Linked DNA regions of Danio rerio: region 2 is linked to region 1. Evidence: chromatin contacts called from public Hi-C data. All regions are on one chromosome and are shown on one strand. The core of a region is the stretch at or near the end of the contact, and the rest is flanking DNA. Distances in the headings are between cores, read along the strand shown. Region 1 has its middle 160 kb from the start of plpp3. Region 2 holds the start of plpp3 (phospholipid phosphatase 3).

The links. A called contact is a pair of places that touch in the nucleus more often than the background predicts.
Region 2: a Hi-C map of hematopoietic stem cells shows a contact between it and region 1, with 5 times the contacts expected there. The contact joins the promoter of plpp3 here to the enhancer-like site in region 1. A contact is called at or near these places in 5 of 18 Hi-C or Micro-C datasets (caudal fin, embryo, hematopoietic stem cells and 1 more) and 3 of 4 datasets of contacts at active chromatin or transcription factors (caudal fin, embryo and gastrula embryo).

What each region holds. Positions count from the first base shown.
Region 1 is chr20:8,056,061-8,062,266 of GRCz12tu, reverse strand. No RefSeq gene overlaps it. Among named protein-coding and RNA genes, the nearest start is that of plpp3, 160 kb to the left of the region's middle. Within about 2 kb of position 3,321, at least 3 of the 62 cell types and tissues checked have an H3K27ac peak or open chromatin away from gene starts, as enhancers often do.
Region 2 is chr20:8,212,158-8,218,363 of GRCz12tu, reverse strand. plpp3 (phospholipid phosphatase 3) reads left to right here and starts at 3,494. Exons shown (of 6, transcript XM_003200678.7): 1 at 3,494-4,003. The coding sequence starts at 3,868.

The DNA.
Region 1 (6,206 bases), core at 2,072-4,571:
TATATATAGTATTTGGGCCTATTCTTTAATAATAAACCTGTACAGGACAAAGATGACAAAAAAGCTGCTGCTTTGAATTGGACTGACTACTTTGCATCTGTTGATCGTATTTTATAAAATAAACAAAACAAAAAAAGTAAAATAAAATAAAAACACTCTAAGTCTGATGAAACACTTCGATCTGACCACCTAGTCTAGCTAGATCCTCCTGTTTGGGTTCGCGTCTGTTACAAAACACACACACTCGAGTTATAAAACACTAATTTGGACAACTATGCTGAAATTCTAAAAATTTCACACAAAGAGAGCATACATAGTTGGTGAATCAACTGAGATGTGCAACTCTGATACAAGTCGCAGACATGAGGCATGCGCAAACTGGTTATAACTCTAATAATCGTTACCTTTACATTTGCATTATAGTTTTTTTTTTAATACAGCTGAGCATGTAGTCCTAGTTGACTTGCAGCGGTTGGAAGTGTAGCCAGCCATGGTTAAGTTTGTAATTTACTGTGAGGCTCTTTTTGCACAGTCCGAAGTAATCAATAACAGAAAATGGAAAATGCCATTACACCATTTAATTTTATTTAAAACATATTTAATCATGAACTTAAATAATTATGGTACAATAGTAAAGTAAAATTTAAGTTATCTCGCGGCCCACCTGCAGGATCGTTGAGGCCCACTAGTGTTGAGAATCCCTGATTTAGAGGGAAGTCCCAAAACATTTGGTAATGTAATGTTTATTGCTTTATTTTCACAAAACAAGTTTATTAACCATTCATATTAATTACATTTATCATTGAAGCAGTAAGTTAATTTGAAAACTGGATTACTTTTAACTGAAGAATTACACAGCTGTGAATTAGGTAACTGGAAAAAAGATTTGAATCAAAAGTAGTTAATTCACATGTAGCAGCAAATATTACTACTTATTTTGGAATGTGGCACTTCCATTAAATGGACGACTTTTATATTGTTTGCTCCCCCTTCTTCATATGCATTTACTGTAAGGACTTGTGGGCAGATTTGGTTTATTTAAAATTTAAAATAATCTGGTGTGATTATGCTGTTAGCTCCTTTTGCGCATGTTGGTTCATTTGAATAAGAACATCTGAGCCCTGAATTGCAACAAGTGGACAGAGAGAGACCCAACCCAGGCTCATTCTAAAAATGTACCGTAATATACATTTCTGGAGATCGCAAAATACATCCCAGGAGTTTTTTTTTTTTTTTTTTTTTTTGCAATTTTTGTTTTTGCAAACCCACCAGAGGTCGATGTGTATGCTTTTTCAGATCTCAAATTTCTCTTGCAAGTGCCATTCACACCTGCTGTTTTCACGTCAATCCACCAGAGGTTGCTGTCGACTGAATGACTGACTGACTGACCGATCGACTGACACACCCTCCTCTTTCCCCAAACCCAACCAATAGTGTTTTCAATAACACCAATTGACCCACCCACTCCCCTAAATTAACCGACGGCAATCCAGAAAATGCAAAACCCTCACTTGATTTTTACCACATTTTCAGATTTTACCACATTCTCACTCTGTTATTTACTTGTTTACTTTATTTTTGGAATTCTGTTTTTGTTTTACCTGCTTTCTGGAACCGTGCTTCGCCAGACTCAAACCCCGTCATCGTGGTCAACTCCTCTCTGCATCTCATATCTGCCAACATACATGGCGAGCTAACTGGACAAACTGGTAATGGCAGGAAAGCCGTCCAAACAGAGGTAAGTGGTTAGCTGGTAAGCCCGAAAAGTAATGACATCATACCGCCTTGTCATTCTAGCTGCATAATTTGCGATCTTCAGAAATGTATATAGGGCTACATTTTCAGAATGAGCCCATGTTGGAGAGATCTCTGAAAGATGTCCCCTTCCATATAAACTCTGCTGTGAGTTGACTGAAATATGAAAGCAATACAGACCAAATACATCTAAGTGAATGAAAAACGACGCGCACCACAAGATGAGACCATAAATCCTTCAGAAAGCTCAACCATATCTGTGTTTCCTCATCATAGTCGTAATGTTGCCCATTATAGTTCAGTGGGAGTCAGAAGCATGTCTCCAAGAAGCAGACATCCATTTGTGTTTGACTAAAGGCTGATTTATACTTCTGCGTCAAATGTCAGCGTATGCCACGGCGCTGACGCATAGCCCTTCGCTCAAAAAATGTAAACCACACGTCGCAACGACGTGTAGCGCAAGCTCTGTGATTGGTCGGCTTGGTAGCACTGACGTCTGGGCAGGACTGAGAGCCACTTAAATGGTGTAAGCTTGATGGAGGGATTGTTTACAAGTGTGGAGTTCCGTGAAGGAGCTCCGGATGGAAAGTTTTGTTTTGTGTTTACCTCATAGTTAAGGTTGTTGCATTTTTGCCAGTTTCTGCCTCAAAATGAGTGAGTTTGAGTCACTTGTACATCCCGGAAGTGTTCAGGAAAAGCAAACCAGCAGCGAAGAAACTCGACACAGAGGAACATTAACAGCTCACTGCCAACTAGCATTTCAGAAGTGTTAATGCAGACCAAACAGAGACAGCGCGCAGAAGTATAAATGCACAGCTAGTGGGTTACGCCGGTCACTTGATGCAGAAGTATAAACCAGGCTTAACACTTTTAAGGCTCCTTTTTTACATGTCATGCTCGTATTATTTTAAAAGTGACAGTGTCTGTGCTGAGTGAATTAAACAGTACTAAAAATAATAAAATAAACAAATAATAAAGAAAACCAAACTACAGGTGTGAACCAGGCCCGGATTGTCTAATCGGGAGGACTGGGAGAATTCCCGGTGGTCCGGTTAGTTTTTTGGCCGCAAGGGTCGGTGTCCCTGCTCTCATCAGTCTCGCTTTTTTCATTTATTTATTCATTTGATTTATTTTGACCATAGCCTCACTCTTTTTATTTTTATTTCATTGTGGTCGCCGACTCGAGTTCAAACCTTTTTCATTTTTTTAGGTGTTAAGGCATATAATACTATTTGGGTTACTTATATGGGTGTACATATTTTATTTTTATTTTGTTTTTGTGACCACCATTACAAAGGACTGGATATCTATAAAAAAAATTGCACTTAATATATATTCAGACATTGCAGGAAAGGACATTGTGTTGTTTTAAAGAATAGTGTTGGTGATTTAGCTACCCTTTAATGTTCTCATATTAACGAAAAAAATATGAAGTTTTAAAGCAGATGTGTCCTCAAAAAAACATAAGTGTCATTAGAAACACTAATTGGAAATCATGTTATTTTAATTTAGTCAGTCGTGAACTGAGTTGGGCCGGTCTAAGGCTTGAAACTCCGGGGTGAACAGAAGTCACACTCTGGCCCTGGTGTGAACAAATACCTTTTGGAAAGAAGCAGGATAGACATTTTGCTAAAAATCTTGTTTTCTTTTTCTTCTGAGCTTCACTGAACAACAGCGAAAAAAAATCATCTGGAACAGGACAAAGGTAAATGATGTCAGTTTTCAGTTTGGTGTGAACTGCTTTTTTAGTTTGGTTTTCATTATCCAGATTGCACTGATCTTAAGTTGCGTATTCATGCAGAATTTGTGTTTACAGCCACACAGTTCGATTTTTTCATTTCTTTGTGGCTATTATTATATATATGAAAAAAGCCTTTCGTAGAAGCTTGTGAACTTCCCCTAGTGTCATAAACTGATGAAGAGAAGAAAGAAAACAAACACACACACACACATACACTGTGCATGTAACCAAATTCACATGCTGCATATGGTCTGCATTTGTGTCTTTGGCATCAGTTGTAAACTCCCCAGAAACATCATTGTTCAAAGACAACATACTGGAACTCTCAAGCGAAGATTTTAAAACTAATTAAAGCTTGTATTTTTCTTTTTCTCTACCGGGCTCACTGAGAAACAAAACAAAAACAACTTCTAAGTCAAAACAGCTTCAGGTCAGATTACAGCTTTTGTTGTCTTCTCATAAACATCAGTTTCTCATGCATTCAAAGTAAGCAAACATTTAGATCCCACATCATGCTTTTATTATTTTCTTTTTTCACCAGTTGACAGTTGAACGAAATGACCTTGTTTTTAGGGATGGACGATTAATAGTATTAGAAGGGAAGCACAAACTCTCGGTATCATTGAGTTCATAAAGAATATTTGCAATGGGATGCTCCGCCATGTGGCTGCTCTGGGTACTGCATTTGGGGTTTTAATTTGGACAATATGATATTCATTACTATGAGATATTGTATTTGTCAGACATGAGGGAAATGTTTGACCTTAAGATCTTGATATTCTTTCCAGTTTTTCTGTTTTCATAATCAGATGGTGTTACTGATTACTGGCTCACTATACAGAGGAAACTGCATGGTTTATTACATGTGGAATTTCATAATTTTAGATTTAAAATAGAGACCATAATATCTGAAAGGAATTCTCGTAGCAAGCTGTCAAACTACTGCATGGGCCAGTTATTAAAATCAACTTTATCTTCAATCTTTACACATTATAACAACGTTTTAAAGAGTAAAACTAATGATACATAGTGTAGGTAAATACACAAAATGTGTTTACAGGAGTGGTTGGTGAGACTTTAGTATGATGAACATCCATTCAGAACATTCAACTTTGGCCTCTATAAACTCCTAATTTAATGCGCTTTTTAATAGTAAAACACAATAATGGATTTAAATAGGATAAAAAGTTCTAGAAAACTTATACAGTAGGTATAAAACAGCAATAAAGGGGAAGTTCACCTAAAAACAAATGTCCTAACTTTATGTACTCACCCTTTCAAACAAATACACCCATGGACTATTTTTTTTGCCTACAATCGATGTCAATGGTAACTTTTTTTGACCTTTCTTCAAAATATCTTCTTTTGTGTTTAACAAAAGAAAGAAACTCATAATGGTTTAAAATTTGTAAATTTTGAGATAGGGTGCACTCACACTATGCTATCTGCAGGGCCGTACTAACATAATGGGTTAGGTGGGGCTGAAGCCCCAGGGCCCACGAAAGAAGGGGGCCCTTGATTGGCTGAAGAATTAGTTTGCGCTATGATGCAGGAAACGCCTCTTTGCGTTACGCTTTTGCTCATCGATAATGTGAAGTAATCCTTTTGGTTTGCTACTGTTCAAAAACAGTGACGCTGGTGCTAAACTGGGGCTTAGAGTGGCTGTAGTCCAATAAGAATATTGAATAGCCCTGTTTTACTCACCCATAAAGGCTGATTTATACTTCTGCGTCAAGTGCATACTTATGCTCTGGTGCAGCCTATGTGTTGACACATATCCCTACTCCGTGGCTGCCGGCATTTCTGACGCACACTTCTCAAAAAATGTAACTACACATTGCAACGACCCATAGCACAAGCTCTGTGATTGGTCGGCTTGGTAGCACTGATGACTCTCACTGCGAGCCCGATGGATCAATTGTTTACAAGTGTGGAGCCCCGTGAAGGAGCTGCGGATAGAAAGTTTTGTTTTGTGTTTACCTTATGGTTAAAGTTGTTGCATACCCGCCAGTTCCTGCCTCAAAATGAGTGAGTTTGAGCCACTTGTACATTAAGGAAGCGTTCAGAAAAAGCAAAACACCAGCGAAGAAACTTAACACAGAGGAACATAAACACCTCACTGCTATCATTTCGGAAGTGTTATTGCAGAGCAACAGAAACAACATGCAGAAGTATTAACAGCTATGCGTGTTGCATGTGCCGTGGGTCACACCGATCACTTGACGCAGAAGTATAAACCAGGCTTAAGGGTGATCAGATATCCCAATTTTCCTAGGACAGTCCCTTTCTTCAGGACTACGTTAGGTTACGTTACTTTGTAGCACTACTACAAAGGTAGGCTATCGAAGCTTGTTGTAGAGCAATAAATAGAATTCAAACAGTCTTCATCACTGTACAGGTAGTAACAGAAGCTAGGACAGGCGGAATCATACTGATTGGACTCAGTCTGAGTGACCACATGATCTTCCATCACACAAAATAACTGAGTCATTGCTTGAACAAATCAGCGCCTACACACATGCAGTTATTAAAACAAAAAATTACAAAGCACTAATATAGAAAGTGTTGCAAATGTTTTTTTTTTTTTTTTTTGGTTTTGCTGTTTTTGCAGCCTTTTTGATCTTTAAAGTTCATAATATGTCATAGTATATATATATATATATATATATATATATATATATATATATATATATATATATATATATATATA
Region 2 (6,206 bases), core at 2,245-4,744, 160 kb before region 1:
ATATATATATATATATATATATATATATATATATATATATATATATATATATATATATATAAAACACGACACAGCGGGGTTAGTTGTAACAGAGTGTTACAATTAAGCCACACACTGTTAGACACCAATTGAACTCACACATTTTTTTTTTAATTTTAAGTGTAATGTTGAGAACTTTTTAAATACAATTATTTTTAATAGAATTTTTTTTGTTTTATTTTGATAGACAAAAAAAATATTTTATTGCTAATACTACAAATAAATTAATTGTATTATAATGGAAAATAATCCAAATAAATCCAAATGTTTTTATCCAATAAATAAATAAACATTCTGTGCTATGTAGAATAAAAATAATAATTGAGGTACTGAGAAAATATTGCTACTATTAAAAGTAAACTAAATTTAAATTAATTGTGTTTAATCTGCCTTTTTAAGCATGCGTTACAACTAACACTCTGTCTGTTACAACTTGCCCCACAGGTGGGGTAAATAGTAACATTTTTACTCCTGGGACTTTTGGCAACACTGCACAAAAAACATAGGTCCAGCGATCATACTTTCAGTGCTCATTTTTAGGAAAGGCTTGTGTTTTTTTGGTAAATAAATAAATAAATAAATGGTTTGTCTAACCCCAATACTTTGTTTATTATTTGACCAAATCCAAAAAGTGTTACTTTGTGCCCTGCTCTCCCCTAGTCAAATATTATTTACTGTCTTCATCATGGCAAAGATAAAATAAATCAGTTATTAAAAATTAGTTTTAAAACTATATATATATATATATATATATATATATATATATATATATATATATATATATATATATATATATATATATATATATATATATATATATATATATGTCAAAATAATCTAGTTTTTTTCTCTATATTTTGCTTGAATTTAAATGTATTACATTTCTATCTTTAAAGATGTTCAGTGACTAAAATGTTATTTTGTAATTAGGAAATCTGCTTTGTTAAAATGCGCCAAAATGTATTACAGGCCCTAGGGGGTTCAGGTGGTTCAAAAGACCCAACCGCCACTGACAAAGGTCCAGAATTTGTCCCAAACATGAGCACATTTGTTCTAATTGACTGCTATGCCATAATTAATTTATGATAATAGCCCATCGAAGAAGGCAAAGTTATATGTGCTGACTAGTTTTTTATTCATCTAATAAATTACAATAGGCAACATTTTTTTTTTATTATTATTTAAAACGTTAACAGATTCCTATTTTTGAGACATCAAAAACTGTGGTTATGGTAACCATCTGACAGGCTAATCAAGCAGAAAATGGTGCTTAAATGTAAAAAAATGAATTATATATTAATTATAAAAAATTTATCGAAAATAAAGCAAATAACTATAAAAAGGTCAATCTTTTGAAAAAAAAGAACCACACTTTTCGCCAGGCTGAGAACGGGCCTGCCATAGGCATGGGGCGATAACCGTTTTCAAGGTATACATTGGTTTGGAAAAGTCAAGGTCTTAAAACCGTCAAAATTTGCTGCTATACCATTCCTAATTAGTAAGATATTTTATTGACTTTTTAGGAAAACAGTATCTCTAGCCGAAAAAATCCAATGATGTTGTTTTAAATTAATTTATTTAAATCTGTGTTTTTGAAACTAATGGAGACAGCAGAAAGCCAATGATTCATTTTAATAATTTAGCCTGACATGTTTACTGCTCTAGAATGTTATAAATGTTTCTTATAATAAAATAAATTGTTTTCAAAGGCAAAACATTTTTAGATTTTTACCCAAACATTTTAAAAGAACATAGGCTATTTTAGAGCCGTAATCACAATACCGTGAAACTGTGATTTTTTTTATCCAGGGTTATCATACCGTCAGAATCTTATACCGGCCAATGCTTAGCCTGCTATATTCACTGAGAAATTGATAAAAATATTCATTTTTCAAAATGAGGTGTACTCATTAATGCTGAGCACTGTGTATTACGATCATGTAAGCACTAGGTGGCAGTGTTTCATCAGTGCTGAGTTGTAGTCAAACAGTTGGCTCTAATTCATCATCATTTCTTTTAGGCAGGACTTGACAGATTTTTTATATGCTCAATATACATCTACCTCCATAATTTTATGGTTAGTACAAATTTAAGGTCGCAGGAAAATTATGGAGGGGGGGGGGGGAATTCAACTGATTGTTGTGCTCCACAGGTGTCTTATTGTCTCTGACATATTGTATTGTTTTCAGATCACTGACAGAGCCACTGTTGGCCATTTGCCTCTTTGTTCTGTGGTTAGTCAAATGGTAATTTTATCTTTCTTGTGGGATCGTTGTCTTACGATAAAAGATGAACTTCTACAATTGAGTTCCAGTTTTAAACATTGGTTCTTGTGCAGAATTGTACTGTTCTTTACATGTGACCTTAATTTACATTTAATTGACTTTCTGTTAATTTATTTAGCATACACTTTGCAAGCTTATGAATAAAGTATTCTACATATAAGAATAAACAGTTTATAATTTAAATACAAAGTTTTGAGTTGAAAAGCTAGAATGAAAGAATTAAGCAAGCGTGAAAACATCTGTCAGATGTAGTATAGTGCGGGAGTTTATTATTATTATTATTATTATTAGTAGTAGTAGTAGTATTATTAGTATTATTATAATAAATTTATTTTTAAAACTATTATTACATATTATAAAATATACTAATATTTATTTATTTTGAAATTTTGAAACTTTGAAATTTTAAAATTTCAAAATATTGTTTTTAAAATTTTAAAAACAATATTTTATTTATGTATAACAACAACATAATAATAATAATAATAATAATAATTATTATTATTATTATTATTATTATTATTATTATTATTATCATCATCATCATCATCATCATCATTCTTCTTCTTCTTTTTCTTCTTCTTCTTCTTCTTCTTCTTCTTCTTCTTATTATTATTATTAATGTATATTTTCTATTATTATTATTATTATTATTATTTTATTAGTATTACAATTTTATTTATTTATTATTATTATTATTATTATTATTATTATTATTATTATTATTATTATTATTGTTGTTGTTGTTGTTTTTACAAACAAAATCACAGATTGAAAGATTGATTTACTTCAGTCATAAATAGTGCTGATTTTTTTTCTGCATTTATTATGAATAAATTAATGAAACATGGAAATTAAAGGAAATTATATTTTTTTAATCTAAACCCACATCCTATCTGCTCCATCCATAGACTGTAAAAGATCCATCCAACCCATGTCCGAAGGTCTGGCTAGAGTGCGTTTCCAGCAGTGTCCGCTGGAGTCAGTGTCCGCCCGTATCTGAGTGCGACTCGAGACCGCGTTTACTCCAGCGCTCTTCTCCACTTTCATTCAGCGTGACTCTTTCGGGATAACGTTAGCAGAAGTGGGGAAGGGGCTGAACGCTCGCTGAAGGGAAGGAGGTGGAGACCGAAGGAGGATTCATAAACAGGAGTTGATCTCCTAGTTTTAAAACGCCTCTCTCAATTCAGACCTTCAAGTAGCGTAGCGACAGAACTAAACCACAACTCACTGACCGCCGCATCATTCAGAGAAAGCGAAGAAGAAAAGCCGCTTCTCAAAAAACACCGCGCGCTTTACCAGACGACAAAAGTTGAGTGGACTTGATTGCACGGGACATCTCAGTGTTTTCATTAACTTCCCAGGACGTCTTCCCACTTGTTGTTGTTTTTTTTTTTCTTTATTTTGTTTGTTTGTTTTTTCTTTTTTTTCGGAAACTTCTTTAAACTTTATATACGACACGTCCTTTGCTGACAAGACCACTGTGCAAAACAAATATCTGGGATTTTTTTTAGGAAAAAGACATCAGAAGGAACTCTAACAAATGCAAAACTATATGTATGAGAAGGCGATGGCACCCGAAACTAGAAACGGAGGAACGTCCACGTTAAATAACAACGGCGTAAACAACAGCAAGAGGAAACTTTTAATAGCACTAGACATCTTCTGTCTTGTCCTGGGTGAGTGTCCCCCACACACACACACACACACGTTTACAAGAATTGGGAAAACCATGCAGTCTGTCTAAAACTATTGGATCACATTATGCACATTTGGAAACAGAAGTTTGCAAACGTTTAATTATGCAAAAGTGGTTTATTTGTACTATCATTTATAATTTAGTATTTTAATGAGTAATATACAGTGCATTAAACCTAACCCCACTGAGATCCAAATATGTAGTTGTTTAAAAATAAAAATGAGCGAAGTGTCAAGATACAGTGAAAAGTTTATTTGTGTAATGTGTAAACATTTCCGTATCTTTTGCTTTGAGTGAAGGTTGACATTTAAAGGTGAACTGGTTTAACAGTTTATTTATTGAAATATTTGAAAGCTGAATCACAAGAACTTCTACTGATTCAGATGGAGATGCAAATGTGACTTTTTTGCATTTTTATCCTAGTCAGCAGAAGAATATAGTATAATATAATTTATAATACCAACAATTTCATCTCATATTGAATATCAGCAGCTGCACATTGCATGTTTTGTTTTCAGTTTGTGAGAAGCCTGATGCACCAACAACGACATTCTGATTTCAATGAACTTTTGGTATTGGACAAAATAATGCAAAGTGTGACTTTTCATGAAAGGTAATCTTAGTAAAAGAATCTCATTTTTGCAGACTGAATATTTTTTCTCAGTTTAACACTGAAGTCATACTGGATGTCCTATAAAAGCCTGATGCAGCACCAAGTGTGATACTCTGAATTCAATGTACCACTGTTTATTGAGATAACAATGTAAATTGTGACTTTTTTGCACTGTTATCTGAGTAAACGAAATAATAGCTGTTGTATAATATTAACACTTTCATCTTACATTTTGGCCATATGAATATCAGCAGCTGCACCACTTTGCATGTTTTGTTTTCAGTTTGTGAGTTAATCATACTATATGCAGAAGCCTGATGCACCAAAAATGACATTCTGAATTCAATTAATGTTTGTTTATTGAAATAATAATGCAAAGTGTGACTTTTTATGCATTTTTAATCTTAGTTTAAGAATCTCTTATTACCAAATTGGATAACTTTGCTCAGTTTAAAACTGATATCATACTGGATGTCCCATAAAAAGCCTGATGCGGCACCAAGTGTGATACTCTGAATTAAATGAATGTTTGTTTATTGGAATAATAATGCTAAGTGTGACTTTTTATGCAAGGTTAATCTTAGTGGAAGAATCTCATTTTACCAAATTTGATATTTTTCCTCGGTTTAAAATTGTATGTGCCTTAAAACCCTGATGCGGCACCAAGTGTGATACTCAGAATTAAATGAACCACTGTTTTTTGAGATAACAATGCAAATTGTGACTCTTTTTTTTGCATTGTTATCTGAGTCAGCAGAGGAATAACCGTTAAATACTCTTATCACAGGCAGGAGGATGGTCCGAGTTGGCACTGATGTAAACCACTTGTTGTTTTCTTTTTCTTTTCTCTTTTTCCGTTGGATGTCAGAAACCATATTTGGATTGTTTTAATGAAATCTCCCTCACTCATCAGCTGAATGAGGGAGTTATACCCTATTGACATCTTTTGAAGGTATGAACGTGCTTATTATGGTTAACCGATCACTTACATGTAACAGTATCATGATCTGTAGTCAAAACTCGTTCGGTAAACATGACTTTATGTTCACTGCCTTTTATAGTTGGGATAGTGATGCAACTTTTTTAGGCAGACCATCAGCACCATGTGTAATAGATTTGGCCGATCTGAAGAGTTTATTATGACAGAGTTTGTTTAGATTTGAAGTTCAGGACAGTCAATTGACCGTGACACACTTGCATTACAGAGGATATACGGCGATATCTGTAAATCGCTCTCAGATGTTTGTATTTGCTTTCTTATTAACCCTATAAAACCTGATGCATTATATTTGATTAAAAAATGGAACTTCCAAAATATCAGAATATTCAAAACATGCTGGGTGACATGTTGCACACAATCTGCGTTTATATTTAATAAGAAACATGCACTTTCTGGATGAGATAGGTGGATGGATGGATGGATGGATGGATGGATGGATGGACGGACGGACTGACAGACAGACATACATAGACAGACAGACAGATAGATAGACAGATAGACAGATAGACAGATAGATAGATAGATAGATAGATAGATAGATAGATAGATAGATAGATAGATAGATAGATA